2 separate regions of the Sus scrofa genome follow, and region 1 is linked to region 2. A link is a contact called in public HiChIP or PLAC-seq data. All regions are on one chromosome and are shown on one strand. Each heading gives the region's core, a stretch centred on a gene start, on an enhancer-like site or on the middle of the called end of the contact. The rest is flanking DNA. Distances are from core to core; before and after follow the strand shown.

Region 1 (5,519 bases), core at 1,026-3,525, 300 kb before region 2:
GAATAGCTACCTCATTTAAAATCACCCACACTCAGGGAGTTCCCAACGTGGTTCAGCAGAAACAACTCTGATTAGTATCCATGAGGACACAGGTTTGATCCCTGGCCTCAATCAGTGGATTAAGAATCCGGGTTTGCCATGAGCTGTGGTGTAGTTTGCAGACTCGGCTCGGATATGGCTTTGCTGTTGCTGTGGCAGAGGCTGGCAGCTACAGCTCTGATTTGACCCCTAGCCTGGGAACTTCCAAATGCCACAGGTGCGGCCCTAAAGAAAAAAAAAAGAAAAGAAAAGAAAAGAAAATCACCCATATTCACTGTCAAGTAGGAAAAAATGAGGGATACTACTTGTTTTGATCATCCTTGACCCCCCTCCTATTTTGTCTTTTGTCCTTTTAGGGCCGCACCTGCAGCATATGGAAGTTCCCAGGCTAGAGAAAAAATTAGAGCTGCAGCTACCAGCCTACAACACAGCCACAGCAACGCAGGATCCGAGCCATGTCTATGACTTAACGCCACAGCACATGGCAATGCTGGATCCTTAACCCACTGAGCAAGGCCAGGGTTCAAACTCTCATCCTCATGGATCCTAGTCAGGTCCTTAACCCTCTGAGACACAATGGGAACTACCCACCTCCCATTTTGGAGCTCATGGATTAGGAACTGAGGACAAGCCCCATTCTGGTCCCCCCGCTTTCTCGCTGTTCCAGTTGCCATCCGCCCTTCCCTGTAGGGTCTGAAGACCTCCAGACGTGGGCAGTGGCAAGCTTAGAAGACTGAACTGTCAGACCGTGGAAGTCAGTGTGTTCAAAGGCCAGTGTTGAGACTCACACTAATTACGAAAGGTAATTATGTAAGATAATGTCACGGAGAAGCCAGTCAGGCCCACCCTAACACATGATCCCAATCGGTGCCACAAGAGATGTGACACTGACATCATGGGACTCACACCAGAGATGTGACACTGACATCATGGGACTCCCGGCACGAGGCACTGAGAAGGACACTATTGCGTGGACTTCTCTTCTTGCCAGGAACGCATGACTTGAATTATGAGAAAACATTAGACAAACTCAAATTAAGGGACATGTGGCAAATCCTGGCAATCACTCTTCAAAAGTCTGAAGGTTGTGAAAGACAAAGAAAGGCAAAGTACATTCCAGACTAAATGTGACCAAGGACAAATGACAACAAAATGTAACATGTGAGACTGGGCTAGGTCCTGGTGCAGCAGAGCTATGGATGAAATTTGAATGAGGTTGGTGGACTTCTTCATGGTGCTATATCGAGGTTGATTCCCCAGTTCAACCATCACAGAGTAACTAATGCAAGACGCTAACACAAGGGAGCAGATGGGAATTCTCTGTGCTCGTTTTGCAACTTTAAGTCCAAAGACATTTCAAAATAAAAAGTTTTTTAAATTTTAAATAAAGGCTCCTCAAAATTTAACAGGGACTTCCCACTATGGTGCAATGAGATCAGCAGCATCTCTGTACCTCCAGGACGGAGGTTTGATCCTGGCACAGTAGGTTAAAAAATCCTGAGTTGCCTCAGCTGTGCTTGGATCTGAGCTCTGGTCCGGGATCTCCACATGCTGCAGGGTGGCCAAAACAGAAAAAAAAAAAGAAAAAAAGAAAAAAAAATTTAACAAGAAGGAAAAGGATGGAGGATAAGTGGAGGAGAAGAGCCATGTTTAGCCATGTTTCACCTACTGATGAAAAGTGAAGAAAAGCCAGCTGACACCCAGGGACTTCAGAATGCTGGGCTATGGCAAGGCTGCATCTTTATCCTTATTCTTTATGCACCACCCCCCCATGGTGTTAGAAGAGACAGAAGACCACCTGTTTACCCCATCTTTGCATTTTGACAGGGTGTCCCATTTGCCATCATGCCCCAAACCTTTGTTCTGAAACAACCCCTCCCCCACTGACATAGCAAGAAGTTCAGTCTTTGGTCCCCAGGCCCCACTGTCCCTTCCAGAGTTCCTAGGCAGAGATGAAGTGACCAGCAGGATGAATGGGCTTGGACCGCCCACCCACCACTTTCAGGGCTTGGCTGCCCTGTGCCCCTCCACCACTGTCCTCTGCTCCCCTGACAGCCTGGGTGTGGTTCCCCTCTCTGGAGCTCCTTGGGGAGGCCCCTGAAAACCCCAGACTCAGCCATTCTCCTCCATGGATTCCAGGTTCTGAGGCTAAACCTCTGGGCTGGTGCACCACTCTGAAGAAGCGGGAGATGTGCTGGGGGTGCCTCGCTGAAGGTGGAAGTGGCTGTCAACAAAGCAGCCACGAGGGGGCAGTGTGGACATGTGGCCAGCCTGCCCTGCAGCATCCCTGGGACCTGCCACCAGACTTCCCACGCCTGGAAGCCAGCTTATCAGCACCAAAATGTTGGCCAGCGGTGGGTCTGCAGGTCATTTTTATTCTCTTCCTGTTCTTTTTTGTATTTTCCAAATTTCCTATAGTTAATAAATAACTTTCATGACCAAATTGATTTCAGACTCGCTCAAGAGAGTTTCCATTTTTTGCATCATGTTTACCCACATTTTTCAAATTCACATATTCCTCCTGTTAGAGCAGAAAAGAGGCAGGAAGCCTGAGTGCTAAGACTTCAGGCGAGTTTTATTGACCAACAGATTGGCCAGGAGCACTGAAAGAGGACTCGGGCTCTCCGCTGTTTAGGGAGCAGTTAGTTGTATAGGAAAAGGGGTGGTTTGTTCTTGTGCTGAGTCAATAGTCAAGGATAAGGGAGAAGCAATCTCCTTGGAAATGTGGGTAATGGTTTTGGGTAGAGGGTAGAGGGAAGTTGTAACAGAACATCCCATGACAAATGACTATTTAACTGGTCTCCAAGGCAGCTCATTGTTCGGGGTGAGGGGATCAGCCTTCTAGATTTTAAGTCTGATTAGAGTGTTGGTGGCACCTAGCAAGTCATGTCCAATTCCCCACCTAAGACCTCCCACTACAAGCACCTGGGCAGGGCCCTGGGCACTCCAGCCACCCGACCCCACCCCATCCAGCAAGGGGAGCCATGCACTTGAGACTTGCTGCGTCAGGGTCTCTTTGCCCCTCCCTTAGCCAAGGTGGCTTCTAATCCTATATCCAGTTACTCATTGTAGCTGAATCCTGTTTCCTCTTATAAATCAAAAACACGTGGGAGATCCCATTGTGGCTCAGCAGCGATGAACCCGACTAGTTTCCATGAGGATGCAGGTTTAATCCTTGATGTCGCTAAGTGGGTTAAGGATCCTGCATTGCTGCGGCTATGGTGTAGGCTGGCAGCAACAGCTCTGATTCGACCCCTAGCCTAGGAACTTCCATATGCCAAGGGTGCAGCCCTAAAAAATCAAATAATTAATTAATTAATTAATTAATAACACCTGCCCTTTGCATTATTTTCTAGGGACTATTCCACCCTTGACTTTCCTTCAGAGCAATTGGTCCCCAAATTCTTAGCTGTTTTATACGAGGCCTTATCAAGTTCCCACCTTCCACCTCAGTTATGAAGGGAAGGCTGAACCTGGAGCTCTGTGGGGAAGAGATGGACAGTGGTGGCTGTGCTGGTGGCGGCCTGAGGCTCGGATATCAGCATCCTGTGCAGCAGCCGGCCCTGTGCTCAGGGTCGCCGGGGTTCTCTCAGGTCCTGTGTTTTTCTCAGAGGCCTCATAGAATCCTCGTGGGACATCTTCGCCCCTGCCAAGGTGAGTGACACAAACACCCCCGCACCAGCGTGGTCTTGTGGGCTCGAAGGAGCCCCCACACTGCAAGATGCCCTCCAGGCCTGCACACTTGTCCTGGGGCAGGAGAGGGCCGCTCCCTTCCAGGTACCAGGTCTGACCTCACACCCATGTCACGCCAAGCATGCAGCCAGCCTTCTTCCTCACACATTGGGTCCTCTGTGCTTTGAGTCGAAACTGCCACATTTTCCCCCAGAAATCACACAATATGGTTACAACTCTTCTTTTAAACCATAACGTAGAACTCGAGGCTGCAGTAAGCCGTGGCAGTGTGAGGAAAAGCCATTAATAGTGGAAATAAGCGCAAAGGAAAAGAACTGGGCAGGCTGGTCCTCATCCTAAAGCCAAGAATTACTCAGAAATCCGTGCACTTCCATCTCTCACTCTGCCCAGGATGCTGACAGGTCCCCCTTCTTCTGGTGCAGCCGCTTATGTTTCAATATGTTTCTGCACAGTTTCTTTCTCCCCCCTCCCCACTTCCTAATCCCTCTCCATCCACCCGCTCTGGGCTGGTCCCTCTCCCCCACTTCCCTCTGTCTCCCCCGGCCCCTGGGCTCCTGCCCATCTTGCCGCCTTCCTGTCCTCCTGTCCCCCACACAGCATCTCTGCTGCCTCTGGACTCTCAGATGAGGGTCACAAGGCCCCCTCTCTCAGCCTCTACCCATGAGGTCTCGGGCCACAAGCCTGGTTGCTGGACATGCTTCAGAATGTGTTCCCTGGAAGCTGGGACCCCTCACCCGCCACTGGTGAGGGGACAGCTGGCCCCTCTTTGCTGGAACTTCTTCGGCATGCTTAAGACAAGAGGAAACTGTTCATGGAGACACTCCGGAAGGGCTATGGCCTGGGCCCAGGTCCCGAAGAGGCCCAGGACCTCAGGCACCTGCATCTGCACAGCCCCAGAGAGAGCATCCCTGCCTCCCTGTCCCCCACAGTCCCACGAAGAAAGACCTCTGCCCTGTCTCCCATTTCTGGGGGGGGACCCCTCCCACACAAAAAAGCATGAGTTGAGCAGAATCCTTCCAGGGCACCTGGAACTACACCACATGCTTCAGCCAAGATCTGATGCCACCCTCCAAAATGACAAAGGAGGAGCCAGCTGTTAAAGCAGGTGCAAAAGTCCAGAGACCCAGGTGCATCTCAGGCCCATACTGTGTCTGACTCAGGATTCCTCAGTCCTTGGCATTTAGATCCCTGGCCCCATGGTGGCCCATATGCCAACTTAGGCAACTGTTCTGCACCTTTCTTACCGGAATCATCACCAAAATGAAAGGGGAGCCTAACATAAAATCTTTGGGTAATTTTGTTTTAAGCTTCAATATGTGGAATAAAAATTAATTGAGGAGTTCCTTGGTGGTGCAGTGGGTTAAGAACCTAGCATTGTCACTGACGTGGCTGGGGTAGCAGCGTGGCGCAGTTTCGATCCCTGGCCACAGAAATTCCACATACCACAAGTGTGGTCCAAAAAGAAAAAGAAAAAAAATCGATTAAGGAATTCTACAAGAAAGAATGGTTTAAAATAAGTCATCTGACCTGCTTCACACAGGACAGCAATGAAATGTCTGTCCCTGGGGTCCTGCCCTCAGGGTGGCATCTGTAGAAACCAGTGCTCAAACCACCCAGCCCATGCCAACACCTCCACCCAAGCTTGCAGAACCCACAGAGCTCCTCACCTAGCCTTTGCAGAAACTCTTTCAAATCAGAAAACACTCCCACCAAGCTGGCAACTGCCCTGGATTCAGATCAGCCAAAAATTCTTCTCAGGGACCACTCTTGCTTTTAAGGCCACACCC
Region 2 (6,380 bases), core at 2,844-5,343:
GTCAGGAACACATGGACACAGGGTCATCTCTCCAAGAATGCTCTCGTGTTACAACCCAAGTTGTACAGCGCTTCTGCAGGTGGAAGTTTTCCAGGATTGTGTGCTCTTTGCTACTTCTCTTCATTTTCCCCATAAACCTCACTTTATATGTGAGTGGCCCAGCTCTAGGATGTGCTGCTGACTTCATATTACCAGCTTCCTCCCTCCTGCTCTTTGTCTTTTTCCCATGTCCCTGGCACCAGGATCTCTTGATTTCCTGGCCCATAAGGACCCCCCCCACACACACAACCTGCACATTTGACAGGTTGGCCTTTTCCTGGGGCCCTCAAATCACACTCTGCTCAAGCTCAACAAAGACTAGACAGATGGTGAGTCTCGGGTAGCAGAGGAGGAGAAAGAGGAAGTGGGGGCAAAGTAAGCTCTGCATGTGGGACCATACCTGGAGAAATGAAGGTGGGCTCCATACAAGCATGGAGAGTTTGGACTGCAAACTCATCTGGGCCACCACTCACTTCAAAGGCGAGGAAACTGAAGCTCAAAGAGGCATAGCACCAAGGCCACTCACGTTTGCTTTGTGTGTATAACATAAGTGATGAGCTTATATCTACAATGGAGTATTACTCAGCCATAAAAAAGAATGAAATATTGCCATTTGCAACAGCATGTATGGACCTAGAGATTTTCACACTAAGTGAATTAAGTCAGACAAAGACAATTATTGTATGATACTACTTAAATGTGGAATCTAAAAAGGAATACAAATGAATCTGTATACAAAACAGAAACAGACTCACAGACATAGAAAACAAACTTATGATCACCAAAGGGGGGAAGGGATGAATTAGGAGTTTGTGATTAACAGATGCAAACTACTACACCTATGCTAGATAAGAAACAAGGACCTACTGCAGAGCACAGGGAACTATATTCAATATCTTGTAATAACCTATAATGGAAAATAATATGAAAAAGTATGCATATATATATATTTATATAACCAAATATATATATATACACATACATATATATATAACTGTATATACATAAAACTGAATAAATTTGCTTAAAAAAAAAGAAAGAAATAACAAGCTTACTTTGCTCCCAGGCCTCATCTGAACTGCCCAGGCCCTGGGGCTCAGGCAACATCACTGGGGGCAGCATGTTTGCAGACGTGGCTGTTAATATTACAGCTATTATTGAATCCAGTCCTTCGAAAGCCACATCTACAGGGAGCCAGGCAGCATATCCAGATGCAGCTCCACTGGCCCAGGCTATGTCCTCAGCCACTTCCGACACACATGTGTGGCCATTTGGCAGGTGTGTTGCCCCCTTCTGATTATCTGGAACTAACCAGTCAGAGAGAAGTTTGGGTCAACTACCTCTTGCCAGAAAGACAAGAGAAAGTCACTTTTCCTTTGTTTTTTGTTTTTATTTTGTTTGTTTGCTTTTTAGGGCCACACTTGGGGCACATTGGAAGTTCTAAGTTTAGGGGTCGAATTGGAGCGACAGCTGCCAGCCGACACCCCAGCCATAGCAATGCGGGATCTGAGCCACGTCTGCACCCTATACTACAGCTCATGGCAACACCAGATCCTTAACTCACTGAGTGAGGCCAGGGATCGAACCCACCTCCTCATGGATCCTAGTGGGGTTCATTAACCACTGAGCCACAAAGGGAACTCCGCTTTTCCTTTGTTAAAGCCAATTAACCAATAGAGAACTTGAGTCTCCCTTTCAGCCAGCAGTGAAAGCCCTGCTGCCCTTTGTTAGAGGGGTTGAGTTCAGATTGACTCAGGCTGCTCTCTCCCTATTGCAATAGCCTTGAATAAAGATGTCCTTATCTGTTTGGCTTCTTCCACTGCGATTTTTGCTTGGCAATGCCCGCTGCCTCTGCTACATGTGGGCTTCTCCAGCCTCTGGTTTGCCCCTCACTTGCCTCACACACTGAGATCCTAACGGCAGAGACAGACTGGCCTGGACACAGCAGTGGGCCCACCTGTGCTGTCCTCCCCACCCTCCCACTTCAGGGCACTGCACCTGGCTCCCTGCCTTTCCTGTCACCCCCTGACCCCGGAACTTGTGAAGGCATCACCTGTGCAGATGAATTCAGCCCTTGCACAAAAGCAAATTTCTATAGAAAGTCAATCTATAGAAGCAAAAGCATTTATTTATCTCCATTAAGCCCACAATGAGATGACATTAGTTGAAGGATGTGGGCTCATGTCTCTAAACTTTTTAATTTCAATCATCCTTCTTCTTCCTTTTTAAAAAGAAAATTCTGAGATGTACCTCAATTTTCCACCTACACAGCCTCTGCTAGAAAATAACTGCTCATAGAGAAAAAAAACTCCTGAATTTTGTCAGTTACAATACTCAATAAACCATCTATAATAAGAGAAGAGCTTTATTTGAGCCAAACTGAGGACTAGCCTAGAAGCCCGCTTCCCAGATTACTCTGAGAAGCTGATCTGGAGAAGCAGGGTTTTTAGCACAGTTTTATATCTTGCCAGAACAAAGAACATTAAAGAAGTCAGGGATATGGAGTTCCCATCATGGCTCAGCATTTAACAAATCCAATTAGCATCCATGAGGATGCAGGTTCGATCCCTGGCTTCACTCAGTGGGTTAAGGATCCGGCGTTGCCATGAACTGTGGTATAGGTCACAGATGCAGCTCGGATCCTGCTTTGCTGTGGCCCTGGTGTAGGCCAGTGGCTACAGCTCTGATTTGACCCCTAGCCTGGGAACCTCCATGTGCCTTGGGTGTGGCCTTAAAAAGACAAAAAGATAATATCCAGCACAAATGAACATCTCCACAGAAAAAAAATCACGGACTTGGAAAATAGACTTGTGGCTGCCTGATGGAGAGGAGGAGTGGAGGATCGGGAGCTTGGGTTTTAGACGCAACTGAGATAGTTTACAAGGAGATCCTGCTGAGTAGCATTGAAACTATGTCTAGATACTCAGTTGCAACAGAAAAGGTGGGGAAAATGTATACATGTAAGGATAACTTGATCCCTTGCTGTACAGTGGAAAAAAATAAATTACAAAAAAAAAAAAAAAAAAAGACAAAAGAAAAAAAAAAGGAAGAGAAACAAACAAAAAAAGTCAGGGATACATTCCTTCAAATTTTTGGAAAAAAGTGAAAACAAAAACACAGGCGTTCCCGTTGTGGTGCAGTGGAAACGAATCTGACTAGGAACATGAGTTGCGGTTCGATCCTGGCTCATCAGTGGTTAAGGATCCGGCTTGGCCACGAGCTGTTGTGTAGGTCACAGACGAGGCTCGGATCTGGCGTTGCTGTGGCTGTGGCGTAGGCCGGCAGCTGTAGCTCCAATTAGACCCCTAGCCTGGGAACCTCCATATGCTGCTGGTATGGCCTAAAAAGACAAAACAAACCCCCCCCCACAGATCAAAATGTATACAGTGAGTCAGCATGGTCTCAGCACCTAGCCAGGGAGTGTTCTGATCAAAGAAGAATCAGCACTGGCTTCCCAGGGGGAGAGATGTTTAATCTTTCTTTTTAACATGGACATGCTTACTCCTGGTCACCGTGCCCTTTTCTTTAATAATCAAAGTAGATGCGTGATGTGTACTTGATTTTAGTTAACATAAAATTCAAGCTAACTCATGCATGACTGCCCTCTATCTCAGTGTGTGAAAATTTCTCAGACCCTATTCTAAGAAATGATCCTCAGCTGTTCATAGAAACAGTGGAGGCCACAGGTCTGATGGAGCCCATTCAGAAGGAGACTGAGACTTCTTTTCCTTACAGCACCCTCTTTTGGAGGACTCAGGAGACTGAAAAGTCACCCCTCAGGGGCTCTGTCATAGCGAGGAGGACATGGGTGAAATGGACTGGGATGCTGTTGAACCTGCCTGAGAAACAGCAAGTTGGTGTCCTGTTTGATGTTTGTTTTCTCAAGATCACCTATCACTGCCAGAATTGGGCAGGCATCTCCATAAGCAGAGAAGAAGGCAGACCAGGGCATTTTGGACAGATATTCTAGCGGGGAGCCTGGTCCTCTCAGCGCAGCCCAGCTGGCTGCTTTAGCCAGCTCTAGCCCAGAAGCTGAACCCTCTCCCACAGCAGAGGCTTTTAAGCTTAAGAAACTGTGGTAGGGAGAGTGCCCCAGAGGGCACTAGCCCCGGGCTCTCTTCCACTTACTGAACCTTTTGCTTTTGTTTTCTCAAGCACTTCCCTGCTAATCAAGCTGCCTTGAGATGCATTTTGTAAAAGGAGCCAGAAATAGAAACCTCTTAGAAAACCCGCTGGATTCCTGATGCTGGAGGCTAGGACTGCAGACCCCAGTACACCAGCAGATGGGCCTGGTTCTCACACTCAGCCTCCCTCTTTGTGTGGCTTCTTTTTCCTTAAGGACTCTTAAAGTGTCGTGTTATAGTCCTTTGAGGGGATGCCCAATAAATATTTAAACTTGGGGCTCTCATTACTAAGCTGTGTGCTTTTTGTGAGAGCCAAAGACCAGTTATTTCACACTCTGTTCAAAGTGTTAAACAGTGATGGCTTTGAAAATGGGGAACTGTTGAATGAAGCATTCCGAAGAAAACATTGCAAAAACTCCCAGAAGTGTTTGCAATAATTGTCATTATGAAAGAGAAACTGACTTCCTAGTCACTAAAAAAAAAAAAATACACGACAGTTGTGTTCTAAATGAAAATTTGTCTTTATTAGTCTCAGCATTTTTAGGAGACTGTAATGCAATACGATATCATTTAAAATTATACTTGTATAATATAAACATTCTAGAAAATGATAGTGTTAGTGCGGAGAGAGGAACTCAAGGCCAAGTTGGTAAAGCAGGAGAGATTTATTAAGGCATGAGAGGGGGGATGGGCTGAGCTCAAGAGGGAGCCAGCGCCTACTGTGAGGAGGAGATGCTAGGCTTACAAAGGATCTGTGGCTGGAATCTGTGGCTGGAGTTCAGGGTGGGAATTGTGGCAGGAATGACAAAGAAGGAGGAGGAGAAGGTCAAGGGAGGGGTAGGGGTTGAGTCCCAGGACAGAGGGCGGTTAATCCTTGTAGGCGGTTAATCTATGCAGGTAGTTGTTTCCCTCAGGCCATTGTTTCTTGCTGCCCAACTTGAGCCTCCATATTCTGGAAAAGGGTGTCCACAGCAGGTCTCCAAGGAGAACAGCCACATTTGGGCGGGGGGGGTTGTCTGTTCCATCCTCCTGGGAACCTATCAGTTAGGGTATCAGTGACTGTTGAAGTATCCTTTAAGGGTGAAAGTGTAAGAAAGTTTCCATCGTGGCTCAGCAGAAACGCATCTGACTAGTAAACATGAGGCCGAAGGTTCAATCCCTGGCCTCACTCCGTGGGTTAAGGCTCTGGCATTGCCATGAGCTGTAGTGTAGGTTGCAGATGCAGCTTGGATCCCTCATTGCTGTGGCCAGTGGCTCAATCTCTAGTTCGACCCTTAGCCTGGGAAACTCCATATGCCATGGGTGCAGCCCTAAAAAGAGGAAAAAAAAAAAAAAAAAAAGGTGAAAGTGTAGGGAAAATGCTACTTTGTGTATCTAATATCATTCTCCATTTCAGTTAGTATCTGGTATTCATTATTCAGCAAGGCAAACATTTTGTCTGCAAGGCACCATGTCTTACACTTGGCACATGGAACTGGAAGAGCTCAGAAGCAGGCCTGACACTTATCACTGCACATATTTGTTTTCCTTTGGAAGTTTTATCCCCATTGTCTCAGAGCAAATTCAAAACACCTGGCCTTGCTCCTCAGGGTCCTCTTGTATTTAAGATTTTGTCTTTTAACCATTAGTAGCTTCATACAGCTCAGTGTCCAGCCCAGAATCAAAGTGAGAGCATGTTCTGCAATAATTTTTAAGCAGGAAGGACTTCTTTCCTTGAATCAAATGGCTCTTGAATGACTGGGCCTGTCTGATTTGAGCATGGAGCCAGATGCAGAAAAACTTGGGCAAACTGATGTTCTAGTCAGAGTATGTACCATCTCACCCCTGTCTGAGTTAGGCACAAGTGATAATGTAGGGTAAACTCAAGCAGTTTTTATGTAGAAGCTGTCTTTTTTTTTTTTTTTTTTTTTTTTTTTTTGTATTTTTAGGACCACACTCACGGCATAGGGAAGTTCCCAGGCTAGGTGTCGAATCAGAGCTGCAGCCTGCCAGTCACAGCCATAGCCACCACAACGCAAGATCCAAGCCATATCTGCAACTATCCCACAGCTCATGGAAATGCTGGATCCTTAACCCACTTAGCAGAGCCAGGGATGAACCTGATCCTCATGGATATTAGTCAGGTTCGTTACCTCTAAGCCATCATGAGAACTCCTGGAAAGGCCATCTTTAACCCCTGTCAGAACTGAGAAGCCATTGATATGAAAAGGCAGAGGA

What was found. HiChIP or PLAC-seq counts read pairs in DNA pulled down with a chosen protein or histone mark.
Region 1: a contact with region 2 is called in an H3K27ac HiChIP or PLAC-seq map of alveolar macrophages. The contact joins two enhancer-like sites. A contact is called at or near these places in 7 of 47 Hi-C or Micro-C datasets (embryonic fibroblasts, epiblast stem cells, fetal heart ventricle and 4 more) and 1 of 2 datasets of contacts at active chromatin or transcription factors (alveolar macrophages).

What each region holds. Positions count from the first base shown.
Region 1 is chr14:369,622-375,140 of Sscrofa11.1, reverse strand. No RefSeq gene overlaps it. Among named protein-coding and RNA genes, the nearest start is that of NXNL2, 24 kb to the right of the region's middle. Within about 2 kb of position 2,275, at least 2 of the 83 cell types and tissues checked have an H3K27ac peak or open chromatin away from gene starts, as enhancers often do. A contact at or near this core is called in alveolar macrophages, where this site is marked.
Region 2 is chr14:66,289-72,668 of Sscrofa11.1, reverse strand. No RefSeq gene overlaps it. Among named protein-coding and RNA genes, the nearest start is that of CDK20, 46 kb to the right of the region's middle. Within about 2 kb of position 4,093, at least 12 of the 83 cell types and tissues checked have an H3K27ac peak or open chromatin away from gene starts, as enhancers often do. A contact at or near this core is called in alveolar macrophages, where this site is marked.